Regions from separate parts of the Mus musculus genome. Here region 2 is linked to region 1. The links are chromatin contacts, called in public HiCAR-type maps. All regions are on one chromosome and are shown on one strand. Each heading gives the region's core, a stretch centred on a gene start, on an enhancer-like site or on the middle of the called end of the contact. The rest is flanking DNA. Distances are from core to core; before and after follow the strand shown.

The links. HiCAR-type assays count read pairs that join an accessible place to other places.
Region 2: a contact with region 1 is called in a HiCAR-type map of astrocytes, with 4 times the contacts expected there. The contact joins the promoter of Lrrc4c here to the promoter of Mir670hg in region 1. A contact is called at or near these places in 1 of 39 promoter capture datasets (hippocampal neurons) and 1 of 115 datasets of contacts at active chromatin or transcription factors (astrocytes).

The regions. Positions count from the first base shown.
Region 1 is chr2:94,259,894-94,267,152 of GRCm38.p6, forward strand. It overlaps Mir670hg (a long non-coding RNA gene), which reads right to left and starts at 5,210. Exons shown (of 8, transcript XR_003953878.1): 1 at 4,629-5,210. Mir670 (microRNA 670) reads right to left here and starts at 1,506; the gene lies at 1,407-1,506.
Region 2 is chr2:96,315,759-96,323,196 of GRCm38.p6, forward strand. It overlaps Lrrc4c (leucine rich repeat containing 4C), which reads left to right and starts at 2,411. Exons shown (of 9, transcript NM_001363047.1): 1 at 2,411-2,825.

The sequences.
Region 1 (7,259 bases), core at 3,960-6,459:
TTTGGCGTTCTTAAATTATCTTTGGAGTTGTATTCTTGTAAGTCTGTAGGGCAGTGGAGCATGCGAGTGGGAGAGACAGGTGAGATGTATTTCCGGTCTGTTGTCTGTTGTCAGGGCCCCACACGGAATGCTGTGTAAGCTCAGTCATACTCAAGGCAGGTGAACTCTAAGTCTAGGATTGATGAAACGGGGATCTTACAGTCCTGAGAGGTCGTGCTTTACACGGGAAAGGTGCTTTGAATGCAGGAGACAAGCCACAGAGCTCTATGCATCCCCAATGCCATGAGGAACCCTAGCACAGCACTTCTCATATATGACCCTTGTCCTAGTCAGGGGTACTATTGCCGTGATGAAAAACATCATGAGTAGAGGAGGAAAGGCTTCCACATCACTGGAAGAAGTCAGGACAGAAACTCATACAGGGCGGGAACCTGGAGGCAGAAGCTGATGCAGAGGTCACGGTGTGTGTGTGTGTGTGTTAGGGTGGTGGCTTGCTCATCATGGCTTGCTCAGCCTGCTTTCTTATAGAACACCGGACCACCAGCCCAGGGGTGGCACCACCCACAATGGTCTGGGCTTTCTCCCATCAATTCACTAATTAAGGAAATGCTGTATAGACTTGCCTACAGCTAGATCTTATGGAAGCATTTTCTCAGTTGAGGTTCCCTCCTCTCAGATGACTATAGCTTGTGTCAGATTGACCTAAAGCTAGGCAGCACAGACCTTCTCTGTATTTGCCGCCATCTTGTGGGGTACTGAAAACCATGCTTAGGAGAGGTGACAATGATGCCAACCATACCACTTTTCTTCTCAGACTTCCCCTACGCAACAGCAAGTCAGAGAGTACAAGTGCCTGACACCCTTACCACGAAGTGACATAAAAACAGGAATGTTCATTTTACTTGGTGTATCGTTGTCCTGGTAGGAGTGAAACACCTATGCTTGCATGGCCTACAAACCACAAGTTGTGTAATTTCTGGGATTGTGCAAACAAGCTCGATGTTCTTTTATCTGTCTTTAAAGCTAGCATCGCACAATGTAAAGATGAGTAGCAAAATTCACACTAATAATGAAAATAAAATAATGTTTATTTAGCACGACATTGAGTGGCAAGCAGTCAGCTCCACAGGGAGTCTAGAGAGAGTCTAGAGAGAGACTGTAGAAGAGAGAACCTTTCATTTCAGCATCTTTAATGGTACTTTCTTCATGATTTTTAAACAAGGGATTTTACATTTTCATTTTGTATTGGGCCCCCCAAATTATATAGCTGCCTCTGCTCGTCTCCCCTATTTCCGAGGAGAGGAGAAACACCAGGGTTATCCAAGGCACTGGAGGAAGAAAGATGGAACTTCATTCTTTTCATTGAGTGGATCTTTGTTTGAGGTCACTCTCTCCAGCGAGCGTTGAGCGAAGAGGCAGCTGACACTCCTGAATGGATATGAGGAAACCCAGGGCAAGTTCAGGTTCACCACATACACTCAGGGATGTCAGGCCCACCTCCAAACCACGTGTAGCATTCCAGAATCTCCGGACTTGGCAGAAGAGGAAGGGGGTAGCTTCCTTCTATGTTGCTTATGACCTCCTATGCGGTGAGAGCTCAGGACACACACGTTTGTTCATTTGGTCTTGATACACACACACATGCACATATACTTTTTGCACATGTCATCATATGATATATGCCTGGGCACGGGGTGGGGGGATGGCTAGTGGACATGGAACTCCTTTAGTGACAAAGAAGTGACAGAGCATATCCATTGCGATGCCTATTGTCCTTCTGGAATTCGGTCCTCAGGAGACCACAAGTAAGGGTAGCGGTTCAGGGAATGATGAAGGCCACACAGCTGAATTCCAAGGCTGGATTACTTTCTCTCTGAACCATTCTATCTCCTCTATGTCTAAGGGAAACATCTGTTAACCTAAGAGGGCAATTTCCTCTGACAAGTGCACCTCAAGTCACCTTAATGCCTCCTAGGCTGTGAAGACTATTGCTGTTCTTCCAGTGGCCAAGACATGATGGGGCAGTTCCCTAAGCAGTATCCTTGGTGATGCTGGGCTGCCTATCAATCAGACATACTGGCCTGGTTTTATTCCACACTGACAAGGGAGTGTGAGGGATGGACTCTTCCTCCCTCTACTCTCTCTACTCAGGCAGCACTGCACATGAATACAGCCTGTACCCAGCTCGCTCGCTCACTTCCTTCCTTCCTCCCTCCCTTCCTTCCTATGTCCTTTCTTTCTTTCTTTCTTTCTTTCTTTCTTTCTTTCTTTCTTTCTTTCTTTCTTTCTTTCTTCCTTTCTTCTCTCTCTCTCTCCCTCTGTTGTCTGTCTGCCCATCTGTCTGCCTTTCCCCCCCTTTTTCTAATGTAGGTACTCATTCTGCAGTCCAGGCTGGCCTCAAACTATCTATGTAGACCAGGCTGGCCTCAAACCTGTGGCCATTCTCCTGCCTCTGCCTTCTGAGGATCGGTTTACATCCACACCTTACCATGCCAAACGCTCACCTAGTCTATGTCCCTCTCCCTGCCTTCTGGCTTTTTCAGTTCCAGAGGGTGAGGCAATGGCTTGCTGGTTCTAACTCCCAATTTCCCTCCCTAAATCCCCCATCTTGTTGATATTTCCTTATCAGTTCCTTGGGCAGTGCAGCCACTTCCCTCCCCATTTTTGGAGGGGAAAAAAATCTCACAGACCATCACCTTCATTTGACCTGCCATCCAGCTGGTTCTCTCTCCCACTAACCCAGTCCAAACCTATCTTCTCCTTATTTCAAGTGCAGTTTAACCAGACATCCAAATGGCAAGCTCAGGCCAGGTCAGGTGGTGGTGGGTGGTGAGTTAATCCCACACTCAAGAGGCATAGGCAAACAGGCAGATCTCTGAGTTTGAGGCCAGCTTTGTCTACAGAATGCCAAGGCTCCCAGAGTTACCTAGAGAAACTGTCAAAAAAAAGGGGGGGAATAGTAAGCCCCTATCTATATTTAAAGATAGCTGGGCATCCCCCCCCCCCCCAACCAGGCCCCTACACATTTGTGTTACATCTCCCAGAAGTGGCTGTTATTCAGAGAACAGGCGATCCAGGATTCCTAGAAGATCGTATGCAGGGGACAGAAAACACAGCTCTTGAGCTGACAGTGCTGCCTGCTTCCCTAGATTTTAAAAAAAAAAAAAAAAAAAAAAAAAAAAAAAAAAAAAAAAAAAAAGGCTGCTTTCAGACACACGGAATCCCCATTGATGAGGTGTGGCCAAAAGCAGGCACTAGATTTTCCTCTGGGTACATACCCAGCTCGGGATGAAAGATGAGGGTCGTGACCCTTGTTCTGCCTTTTCAACACTCAGAAGGATTTGAACTGTGTTCCCCAAGGTCAAATGACTGACGTTAAAGCCCCCTACTCCACCCCTCCACTTTTCTAAGCTCCTTCCTAACAATGAATGCCCCCCTCTACAACACACAGTGGATAGACCTCCGGTGAATTAGAAAACCCTCCAAGTCCTTTTCAAACCTAATCTTGGGAGAGACACTTGTTGATTACCACCTGGCTTTGTGCCGCGGCGGGAGGGAACCTCCCCCGCTCGCCCCCCCCCCCCCCTCAGATCTCCGCAGCTCCACAAGGTACCTGACATCACACCAACAAAGCCTCCTCGGAAGCTCCCCCACCCTGACATACACCTTCGAGCCCCCTTGGCGCTTCCCTAGCTCAAGCTTGCCCACATCAGCGCTCCTCCACTCCCACCCCATTCCCCACCCCCACTCCAGTGCCAGGGAGGCCAACTTTGCAGCTTCACAGACGGCTCCTGTGAGCATCTATCCTTTCCCTCCCTCGCTGCCGCCCCCGCGATTTCGCCCTTCACCCTGCGGGGGCCTGCCTCTCTTCCTGCAGCAAAGTTTGCCAGGCGCCTTTCCAGGCGGTTTTCCTCCACACAACCAGCCTTACGAAATTGTGCATAAAGATTTCCCTCTACAGGTGGTTGTGAGCTGCAGCAGTTTTTTTTTTTTTTTTTCCCCTCTTGCAATGGAAACATTTTTTTTTTCTATTTCACCTACTAATCTTTTTTTTAAAATCATTTTTGCTTACACCTATTAAAGACAGCATTTTTTTTCCAGACTCTGCGAGGAGAGATTAATTTCTCTATTAAGGAAACATTGCCACATCCCTCACCAGCATGCTCCAACTCTCTTTAGCTCCCTCTGCTCCCCTCACTTTGTTCTGACTTCATGAAACCTTTTTGGAACTAGCTTTTCATGTGCAGAATCATTACAAGAATAATGAAGACATTTAGTGAATGAGAATCAGCCCCAAGTCTGGCAAACTAGAAGGTTCAGTTGCCCACTAGAGAAGTCCCCTCCCCTCTGCCACCCCCAACCCCACAACACAGCATCTTTTCCCCCTGTTCAACACCACAGGACTGTCTCCCGATTGCCATGCCTCTTGCAAGAACCACACATACAAGACCCTAACTAAGCCTGCTCACGAAGTCTAGGCAATTTGTACAGATATTGTTCAATGAAAAAAAAAAAAAAACAGACAGTAATCACGGACAGTCATAAAGAGCTGCTCTTCCGAACATTCACCAACTGACATCATAAACTTTGCCAAAGCCAAACATAAGGCACTGCATGGTATAACCTACCTTGGCGTGCTCCTTCACTTTTTATGCAAATGTTTTCCCCTCCACGCTTTACACAGATTTCTAGGGAAATTTGGAAGGGCTGGTGAGGGGGTGGGAGAGGGGAGGGGATGAGGGTAATATAAATAAGGAAGCATTTTAAATGCACCACGCAAAGAGCTCCGGATTTCACGTCGTGTCTGCACTCTTCCCGGAGCAAAGCAAAACAGTTCTCCTTCAGTGCCAGACTTGTAGGGAGAGGGAGAAGAGAGCGGGAGGGGGAGAGAGGGAGGGGAGAGAGGGAGAGAAGAGAAAGAAAGGGTAGGGGAGATGCTGAAAAAGGGAGGGGAGGGAAGAAGGGAGGGGGGAGAGAGAAGGAGGGAGGAGAGGGGAGGAGAGCAGCCAGAGGGAAAGAGAAGAGAGGAGGCAGCCCCCTCCCACACTCCCACCCCCTCACATTCGGGCGCCTCCTGAGTAACTGATCAGAACACAGAATTCATCACCCACGTTCGAAAACCCCCGACCAGGGACTAAGTCTCAATGCACACACATTGGGGTCTATTTATAGACACACCCTAATGATATGCGTTGCTTTCTGAGTGTAAATGTGTGTGCACGCTGCCCGAATTACATATGATTCCTTTGAAAGGTATGATTTTTTTTTTTAAATACTGCAGTGCGACTGCTTCTGTTTAGCTTTCCTTTGAGTCAGGAAAATATGCATCAATTTTGAAGAGACTCTGGAAAAATGATGGGGGTCTCGGTGTTTACAAAACCCTGGCTCCCCCCGGTCCCCTGCAAAGCTGGGATATTTGCAGAGTTGGGGCTGTTTGGAAAGGCTCCAGCCCTGGCTCGGTGTAGCACGCCCAGTTCCAGCAGCGTGTGCTATTGACCTGCATTGACGTCAGTGCGTCATTAGGTCTCCCTTAGAAACACTGACTTTCAAAAATAGTATCAAATTAATTCAGCTGGAGCCTGGTGAAGAAAGGCTACTAGCTAGAATCAGCCATAAAACTCCAGAATTTTCAGCCCTAGATCTCTTCTTCTTTGCTAGGAGCCAAATAGAATCAGATTGTATGGAAATTGCTATCGATGGGATTTTTTTTTTTTCCTTAAGAAAGGGGACCAAATTAGATTGCAAAACCAGAAGTGCTTCTTCTTTTTTTTCCCTCTCTCTCGCCCCACCCCCTCTCTTTTTTTCCCCCTGGTCTAAAAATAGCTCCCTGCCTGAGCTGACTGCAGTATCTTTTGTGTTGCAGCCCTGTTTTTTTTTTTTTTTTCCTCCAGTCTGGACCCTGTGAACAGTGGCACACAGTATATACATTGGTCTATTGTTGTTTGCAATGTCAGGAATTCATTTTAATAAAACAGGTGTGTCTTAGGATGGTGAGGGGCGTTGTGAGGGAGGGAGCTCCACGGGAGAGACTCCTGCCATTCATAGCTGTTTCCTTCTTCCAATTCATTTTTTTTCCCAAAGACACAATTCCCACCCCACGTGTCTCACGTGGCCTCTGACCAGCACATGCAACCCCCATTCATACAAACACAAAGTGCCAGCACATTCATGCTTTGTGGAGACAGTACATTCATAGACAAGGACTCTGGGCTATTCTTCCTCGTGTGGTTGCGTGGCAGAAAAGACACAGGATTCATGCCTCAAAATAGAAGGAGGTTTCATCCGAGGGGAACTTAAATACACAACCTGATGCCAAAATTGCATCATTAAAATTCTGCATTTATTAAGTATGTGCTTGCTGCCGAGGACACTTGTGTCCTTTACATAGCTAAACGTTGTAATTTCCGAAGGTCTCTTTTGCATCCAGACGTTTCATATGTACCTGTGACTTCTTTACGGGACCACCGAGCACCTTCACCACAGATATATCATCTTCAGATTTTTTTGGGGGGGGGTTTGTGGCTTTTCATTTTCGGAGGAGGGATTTAATACTCATCTGGTGGTCTTCATTTCTTGCAAAGTTGTTGCACCTTGGCCCCTCCTCCTAGCCCACCCCCCTCAAATAGGCTACGCTTGTGCCTCTAGATGATGAAAGATTTTGGTTTCCCTGACCCATTTAGTTGCTAGCGTCTGCCAGACTGTTAATGAGGAGACTAATTATGACCATTGTGTGCAGGGGTGCTCACAGAGACCAAAGGCCTTAGGCAGAGGAGGAGAGCCCAAAGTATGTTTAAATCATATGACTTAAAATTAAGAGGACCTCCCTTAATTTTTAAACGTATTCATCAGGTCTGATTTACAATTCTCAATTGATCTCCTCTCAATCAGTTTTGCTCATCACTATATCCCAAAATGAGGAAGTTATTCCTTCCTGGAGAGCTGGTTTGGGAAGAAAAGTGCATCAGGCACAGACCTCAGCAGGTCAGACAAGAACAGAATCTGCCTAATTCTCTCCTGCCAGGCTAGTAGGTTCAGGGGGTACAGGTGAGAGAAAACCCTACCTAGCGACTGCCCACCTGCCCACCTGCCCCTTGCTAAGCCCCGAGAAAGGACATCAGGGACTAGACAGGCGACTGTGAGGCTAGAGTTTATCTAAGGACAATTCCTAGTGGCCAGAGGAGCCTTCAACTGATGACAAACATGCTGCCTGTTTCCCCTTCTCAGGGACTTCTGGGAGGGCCATACAGTTGCTAATAGAT
Region 2 (7,438 bases), core at 1,161-3,660, 2.1 Mb after region 1:
ATTCAAATGAAAGAAAAAAATGTCAGTGTACCTTCTTGCTCATTGCCAAGTAAAATGATACAGAGACAAATAACTTAGTGGAGATTATCTTAAAGGAAGGCAACTGGAATGTGAATCTAAGTTTGTGTCGATTCTAAAGCCAAAGCTTTCAACACCATGTTCAGCTGACATATGGACCAATTTATGCTGTGAGGTGGTAGATTTTGATTAGTCACATTTAGCTAAATAAAGGCTAAAGTGATATTTGGATAAAAAATAAGTAGTTGTCACAAAGTATGTAGAGGAAGTAAAGTTGTGGCTTTGTGGCAGGTTGTAAGCTTACAGAAGATACTGGGTTCAATACTCAGCACAGAATAACCCTTACAAAATAATAATAATCCAAATGGAAAAGAAGTAATTAAAATGTATAGTTTGTATATTTTGATCATGCATTTATTAATGATGTATAGCTCGGTAATAGACATTAATAATATAGTAGACAGTAATAATCCTTCCAAACTGCTTTTTTTTTTACCATGATTATAATCAGTATCATTGCTGTGAATTGAAATATCACACATTTTACTTATTAATCTTAAACTGCCTAATTTCTTTCATCCCATGATCTGTTTTGTGTCTTCATCACATATTGGCTGAATTTGCAAGGTAATATTGAGTTCTATATTTCATAGAGCACAAAAGTCATCAGAGACAAGAATCCAGTCTTACTAGTGTGTGGGATTTTCTGTAATATTAGTCATAATCAACCACTTAAAATGGTGACTTGAGGGAAATACTTAGAAAACTATACATGTCAGGTTGCTCTTTGGGTACTTTCCTTTACAGTCTGTAAAATTTCAATATTTAAGATTAGTGCCACCCATCTTATCAATACCTGTGTTTAATTAATCAACATTAATTATTGCAAATCTACTATCTATTGCATTAACTATTTGCAGTTCTGGATGGCATTCTTCGCCTGTCTCCTCTTTTTGTGACATCTGCTGGCCATACCAAGTACTACAAAGCTCCACATTTCACTCTTACTACCTTCTCCAGATGTTCAATTCTTTTCCAGAAATACCAGTTTAGTTGAAGTGAAGGAATTAAGTGAGTATCCTTGACTAAAAGAAGAGGACCTGCAATGTGAGCCTCAACCTTGAAAGAAAAAAAAGATTAGAGTCCAGCAGCTAAGGGATTCTTCATTTAGCAATATTGGACATATATGTACTTCCCTGTTTGGTACAAAAAGTGATACAATGTATTGTGATGACTGCTAGCCATTTTTTTAAAATGTCACTGTGCCACTCAAGTATTTTCTACTACTTGATAATAATAAATATCAATAATAATAAATTAAAATGAATCTGCAATGATAGATTTTATATTCACATTTTAAGTGAATGAATGTTGGGTTTCAGCACTCATTGGATCCAGTATAGGAAGATGACATGAACAAACTTTTTACATCCCCACAAATCCATTTATCCACTGTCCCATCAGTCAAATTCAGATACTTGTTGCCAGCTCTAAGATTTATAGGCTAAAGCTGGTTTTTGAAATTGCTTTGTATTTCCATTTAACAGCTAGGACAGCAGCATGTTAAAAACCTGCCTTGGTCTCCTTGGAGCCTATTTATAAAGCTAATTTGTCTCCCTGAGCTTTTTTTTTTTTTTTTTCTTCACCACCCTTTTCAAATACCAGCTTTAGGCTTCTAAACCATTAACCCCCCTTCTTCATCCCAAGCAAAATACTGTCAGAGACAATGGATGCAGGACAGTGACGATTCTGGTGAGATAGTCCTCTCCAGCAGAATGCAAGCCATCTCTCCTGCTGGCGGGAGATGGATTCGCTGCCCTCCCTGCAGACTCACAGGCACACACACACACACACACACACACACACACACACACACACACACACAAACACGGAGCGCTGGGAAGTCCACATTTACTGTACTGCGTGCTGACTGCCTTGAGGAAACTGTAGCTAACCACCTTATTAGTATTCTTGCCTCCACTGTGTCTCACTTGCAGCATCAGAGCGCTGAGCAAAATGCAGTAGAGCAGGGACAGACACGGCTCTGGCAATCATCTCAATGCAGGCTGCTGAGTGTTGGGGGTGGGGGCATGCAGCGCATCAAGATTAATAACCTTGCCATAATCCGGGGCACCGTGCAAGCAGACACCTCTGCTGATTGACTCACTCCTGGCTTGATACATCTGCCTTGGGGACACGAATCCGGAATCTAGTTTCCATCCCCCAGCCCCCTGATTTTGGATGTTCTTTTGATTCTCCACAGACCTGGGAAGGTAACCGCAAGCCATACCATCTGCAGCTCACAGCACCTCTTGGAGGTTACTACTGACAGTTTTCATTACACAGGCTTCTGTGAGTGCTTATGTGTTTGTATGTGTTCCTGCGTGTGGGTGCCTGCTTCCTCGTAAAAGAGATTGTGTGAGTGTCCGTACTGTGTGTGGGGATTTGTGAGACAAGCAAAGGAGGTATACCATACAAGAGGAGATCTCAACAGCGTGATAAAAATCTCCAGGCACTGGGGCTCACAATCTCTAGCCCCCCCTCCTCACACCGCCCCTTCTTTGCCCTACTCCCCCGGCTCCTTTCGTCTTTGATGAGTTTTTGGCTCACTTTTTGGCGGAGTCTCTTGGACATGTTCTGCTGTTGCTGAAGGATCAAATAAATGGAACCTTTGAAAGTTGATTATTTTTCTCTTATGTGACAAACACACACAGAGAGAGCGCGAAGAGGAAGGAAATTAGAGTGCTGTATGACAAGCTAGAGGATTTAAATTTTTCCTTGGTGAACTTTGAGGATCCGCTGAGAAGGTAAGTCACCAGGTTACTTAGCTCTGGTACCTTCTTTTCTTACAACGTTTGTTTGTTTTTTTTTTTCTGGGCTGTTTTCAGAAATCCATATGAGGTTCATAAGCGCTCACTTCCAGATTGTAATGCAGAGAGGAACCAGTGTGTGGCATTCGGGGTTATTCTCATGCCAAGGAGGGTATTTCCATCTGTATGGGCCCCTCTTACTATTTTATACCCCTCTTCTTGGTGTTTTCTTGGTGAATTCGGAGAACATGAAATCTGCAAATTCGTGATAAAAATTAAAACCCCAGCCTATTTCGAAATAAATCTCCTAAACTGGGGGTTTGGTTGGGAAGGAGGGGGATCATTCAGGTTAACTGCTCTCAGAAGCTCTGAGACAGACGCAAACCTGAACCTACTCAGAGACTGCCATGAGATGTCAGTGGGGGTGTAATTCAGAGTTTTATGACAACTTAAAAGTAGACCCCTTGCAGATTTTCTTTCTTCCTTTCCTTTCCTTTCTTTTTTTCTTTTCTTTTCTTTTCTTTTCTTTTCTTTTCTTTCTTTCTTTCTTTTTTTTCTTTTTCTCTTTCTTTCTTTTTTTTTTTTTTTTTAAGAACAGTTTTGTGTGCTCTGGGAAGTGGTGGCTGTGTTCCCACAGCTTCTAATAGGAGCAAATGAGAACAAAGTGGGAATTGTTTTGTGTTTTCAGCCTCGCTTTTGGATTGACTTTTCCCTATTGCATCTCATTAACCCCCTTTGAACTCGACTGTCCCCCTTATTAAGGACTAGAAGTGCCTGTCATTTTGGAACATCTTCTCACCCCATGCAGTCCCTAGAGAAGGGAGTGCGGCTGCAAATTGCTCATAACTGTGCAGTCTTGGCTGTAAAAGCAAGCAGCGTCAGAATTCATGTGACTTCAGTCACACATCTTACCGAAATCAGCCTCCTCTACGTTCCCTGGTGGGTCCACGGGCTTCAAAGCTTTAACCCCCCGCCCCCATCTCCTTAGAACTGAAATGCAGATAGCACTTTACTTTTCTCTTCTGTTTGTTTATTTATTTTTTGATGTCAAGAAACGAAAATACTGTTTCACTGTGACAGCATCTGCATCTCTGTATTCGTGAATAGATTTATCTCTAGATTGGCACCTAGCAGGGAAAATTAGCTGTAAGTGTTTTTCCAAAACGCTGAAATCCGCAAGTGAAAGTGGCTAGAAGGTTAATCTTCCTGGTGAACATCAGTGGTGGTGTATCTGAAGCGGAGTGGTGATGTTCTTTGGGCTGTTCGCCAACTCTAAGAGCTGTTGTGATCATGTTCAATGTAGAGATGACAAGTATGCTAACTAGGGAGAGGAGGGCACACCTAGGTAATTCTTTCCGACTACTGAGGACTATATTTAACTACAAGATGCTAATTGCAGCATAGAAAATCTATTCAGACATGACTGATCTAGTCAAAGATTTATCAGTGTATCCAAGTTTGGAGATGTCAGACCTCATACTAGAAGCACTGATATTTCGTCTTTCCTAAAAGGTGAATTACTAAAAGAGCAAACAAACAAAACGTTGATATGAGGTTATCTAACGATCCTTGCACGGGGATGTTGGAGGAACAGAACTGCAGCTGTTAAGAGAAGTTCCCGTCCCTAGCTGGCTCCGTGACTGCCACTCAACACAGTAACCTGATGGACACAATGTGGGAAAAATTTTGAGACACAAGTCATGATATGCCCTTCTGGCAGGGTATTTTTGACTCATGTATTTTTCCCCTAGACTTCAGCTCTGGTTTCATGATCAGCAAAAGAACATTTCCTTTGTTTTACTTTTTTATTTTCATTTTTCTTTAAGTGTCTGGAACATAAGCAGACATCAATATAATTTCTTTTTTTTTCTTTTCATTACTTTTTTCTTTCTTTCTTTCTTTCTTTCTTTCTTTTTTCTTGAGACAAGAATGAGCTAAGAATCACCAAACGCAGAGTCAGGGATGGATACAAAATTAAGAAACATGAACTATAAGAAGAGAAAGACAAGGAAGCTGCAGATGCCAGCAAGTCACAGCCGGCCATCAAAGGTCTCCTCGACTCTGTGTGGATATGGATTAATCTTATTGTTTTCAGCTGCCCACTCACCTGGAGATTCTGATAACTAGTCCTAAGGAGAGAAGGCAGTGTTTTAGGTCATCTACTTGATATTAGAACCACTTAGAGTAAAGAGAGGTTCTTCATAAATGTCATTTTGTAAGTTGGCAAACTTATGCCTCTTTTCTTTGAGATTGCTTGACTTTAACTGCCCCCTACCAATTCATATTTTCATGTAGAATGAATATGTACTTAGACTGGTAGTATGGGGAAATTAATTACATAGACTGTCAACACTGTCTGAAAACAGAAGGATAGTATTTTATCTTTTATGTATTTGAGTCTTCATAATTGCAATGAGTGAATCTTCTGGCAGCAGCAATACTTTCCTTATCAGTTCTTTTAGGTTAATAATAGCAGTGGGGTGCCAGCCAACCCAGAATGCTCTGACACCAGCTCATACAATATGTAAAGCAAATCCTTTGCATCTCAGGGGCTCCAGATGCTGTTTGCACATCTGCAGCTTGACATCTCTATGTTTAGCTGAGGTGTAGCAGTGGTAAACAGCTTATGCTCACACTTGACTCCAGGACCTAACGTGGACTGTCTTGAACTTTGTTTCTTGGTAGAGAGTGTTTTGAGGTTTAACAGTCTTAGTTTGCTACCTTAGTGAATTCAGCAGCAAAGAAAGCAAGGAAAAGGGAGTGCGAACTTCCATTTCCATAGGGATATAGGATGTCAGAGTGGCCAATGAAGAGACTGATGTTCCTTCAAAGAGATAGACAAGATTACTTCTATAGAATGAATCCATAAAGTGCTCCTTTGAATTTATTAGGGGAGAATAAGGGAACCTCCATCTCCTCCTCAGTTTAGTTCCAGTCAGTGGGCAGGCCTTTCTCTGGCTCTTTGCTCAACTCAGCCAACCAGACCCAACACTCTCCAGTGTGTTTCTATGCTTTTAAGACTCAAGACACTTAACACATGAATAGTTCCTTCCTTTTCAAAAAGACAAAGCTGACAGCTGGAAAGTTAGCTACTGAGATTCTTTAAAGGAAGCCAGGAAGATTATCCAGTAAGTTCAAGAAGAACTCTCTTTTGATTCTTTAGGTTTGCTAGACTTAAAGTTCTTTGGGCTTTTGGTTCTCTAGCCCTGGCAGTGAAGATAAACCAAGTGTCCTGCACTTGAAGTTTTGATTAGTGCATCATTGCTACAACTTAGAAAGAAATATCTTAGGCTGATCCTAACAATGGTGATGGGTCAGAACATCAGTCTATGGAATGAAATGCAAAGTCTTGGATCTTGGCTTGAAGTAAATATTATAGAGCAACAGATGCTTTATGTGTCCTTCATGTTGTTCCCTACCACTTACAAACAATTGCTCTGGGACCTCTGTGATTACAGAAGAAAAGCTGATTAAGGTTATGTGAACTAGATAGGAACTTTGAAGTATGCAATAGACTAAATAAACCCACTCCATCATCTATAATTGCACTTGAGACTGATGCATGTGTGTGTGTATGTGCATGTATGTGCATGTGCATTTATGCACTGGTAGATTTTAAGTGATTAATCAGGGTATGGAGGCCATAACGATTGATTCATAAAAAATAGAAAGCTGTGCAATGAAAATTGGTCTTGGATTTCAGAAATGATTGAAAAGAGAAGGAAGGAAGGAAGGAAGGAAGGAAGGAAGGAAGGAAGGAAGGAAGGAAAGAAGGGAGGAAGATGGAAACAATCAAGGAAAGAAGATGGAAATGTTAGGAAAGAAGGAAAAAGGCAAAGGAGGACACTTGGACATGCTAACTTTCTTGGCAAAGCTACACAGACCATGACTGAGTTTGCAAGCTCCAAAACCTCTAGTCCCTAATGAAACTCGAATTTTAATGACATCTGGAAACTGTATAAACAGGATATTTATCTCTAACAGGCAGGACATAATGAGAACAAGCATTGTCATACTGGAATGCATTTATGAGACAGACTAGGGTTAAAAGGCAGAGACGAAGACATTGATAACAGTATTAGTTTTGTAGCTGAACAAACAGGATAGATCATTTCTCAGAGCCTCAGTTTTCTATTAGCTAAAACATGAAAAGGTAATCATAAAGATTTCTTTGATAAGTGAATAAGAGATGTATAAGTATAGTTAGCAAAACCTTTCATATGAAATTACATTGATGTTGACAGCTCACAAAGATTTTTTTCATCCATCTTAATCTAGTTTAAGGAAGAGAAAACCCAACCTAATTCAGGATATGTTTAGAATTAGACAGAGGGCTGAAGTAGAAAATATAACTTGAGAGTTAGGTAAAACTGAAGAAACGAAGGTATGTTTCTGTCAGTTTGCCTTAGAGTTTATTCAGACCCTCTCAGAGAAGCCTAAGTGCCTTCCAGATGCTGTTGTACTCATGTTCAAAATTTCAAAATGATACTGATTGTAAGTAGAATCATGTGCATCCATCCATATGTGGTTGCAGAAACAATTCGAATGTCAGCAAGTGGTGTTAACATTGCTTTTTCTCTACTGGCTCTTTTTGTTCACAGACAATGAAA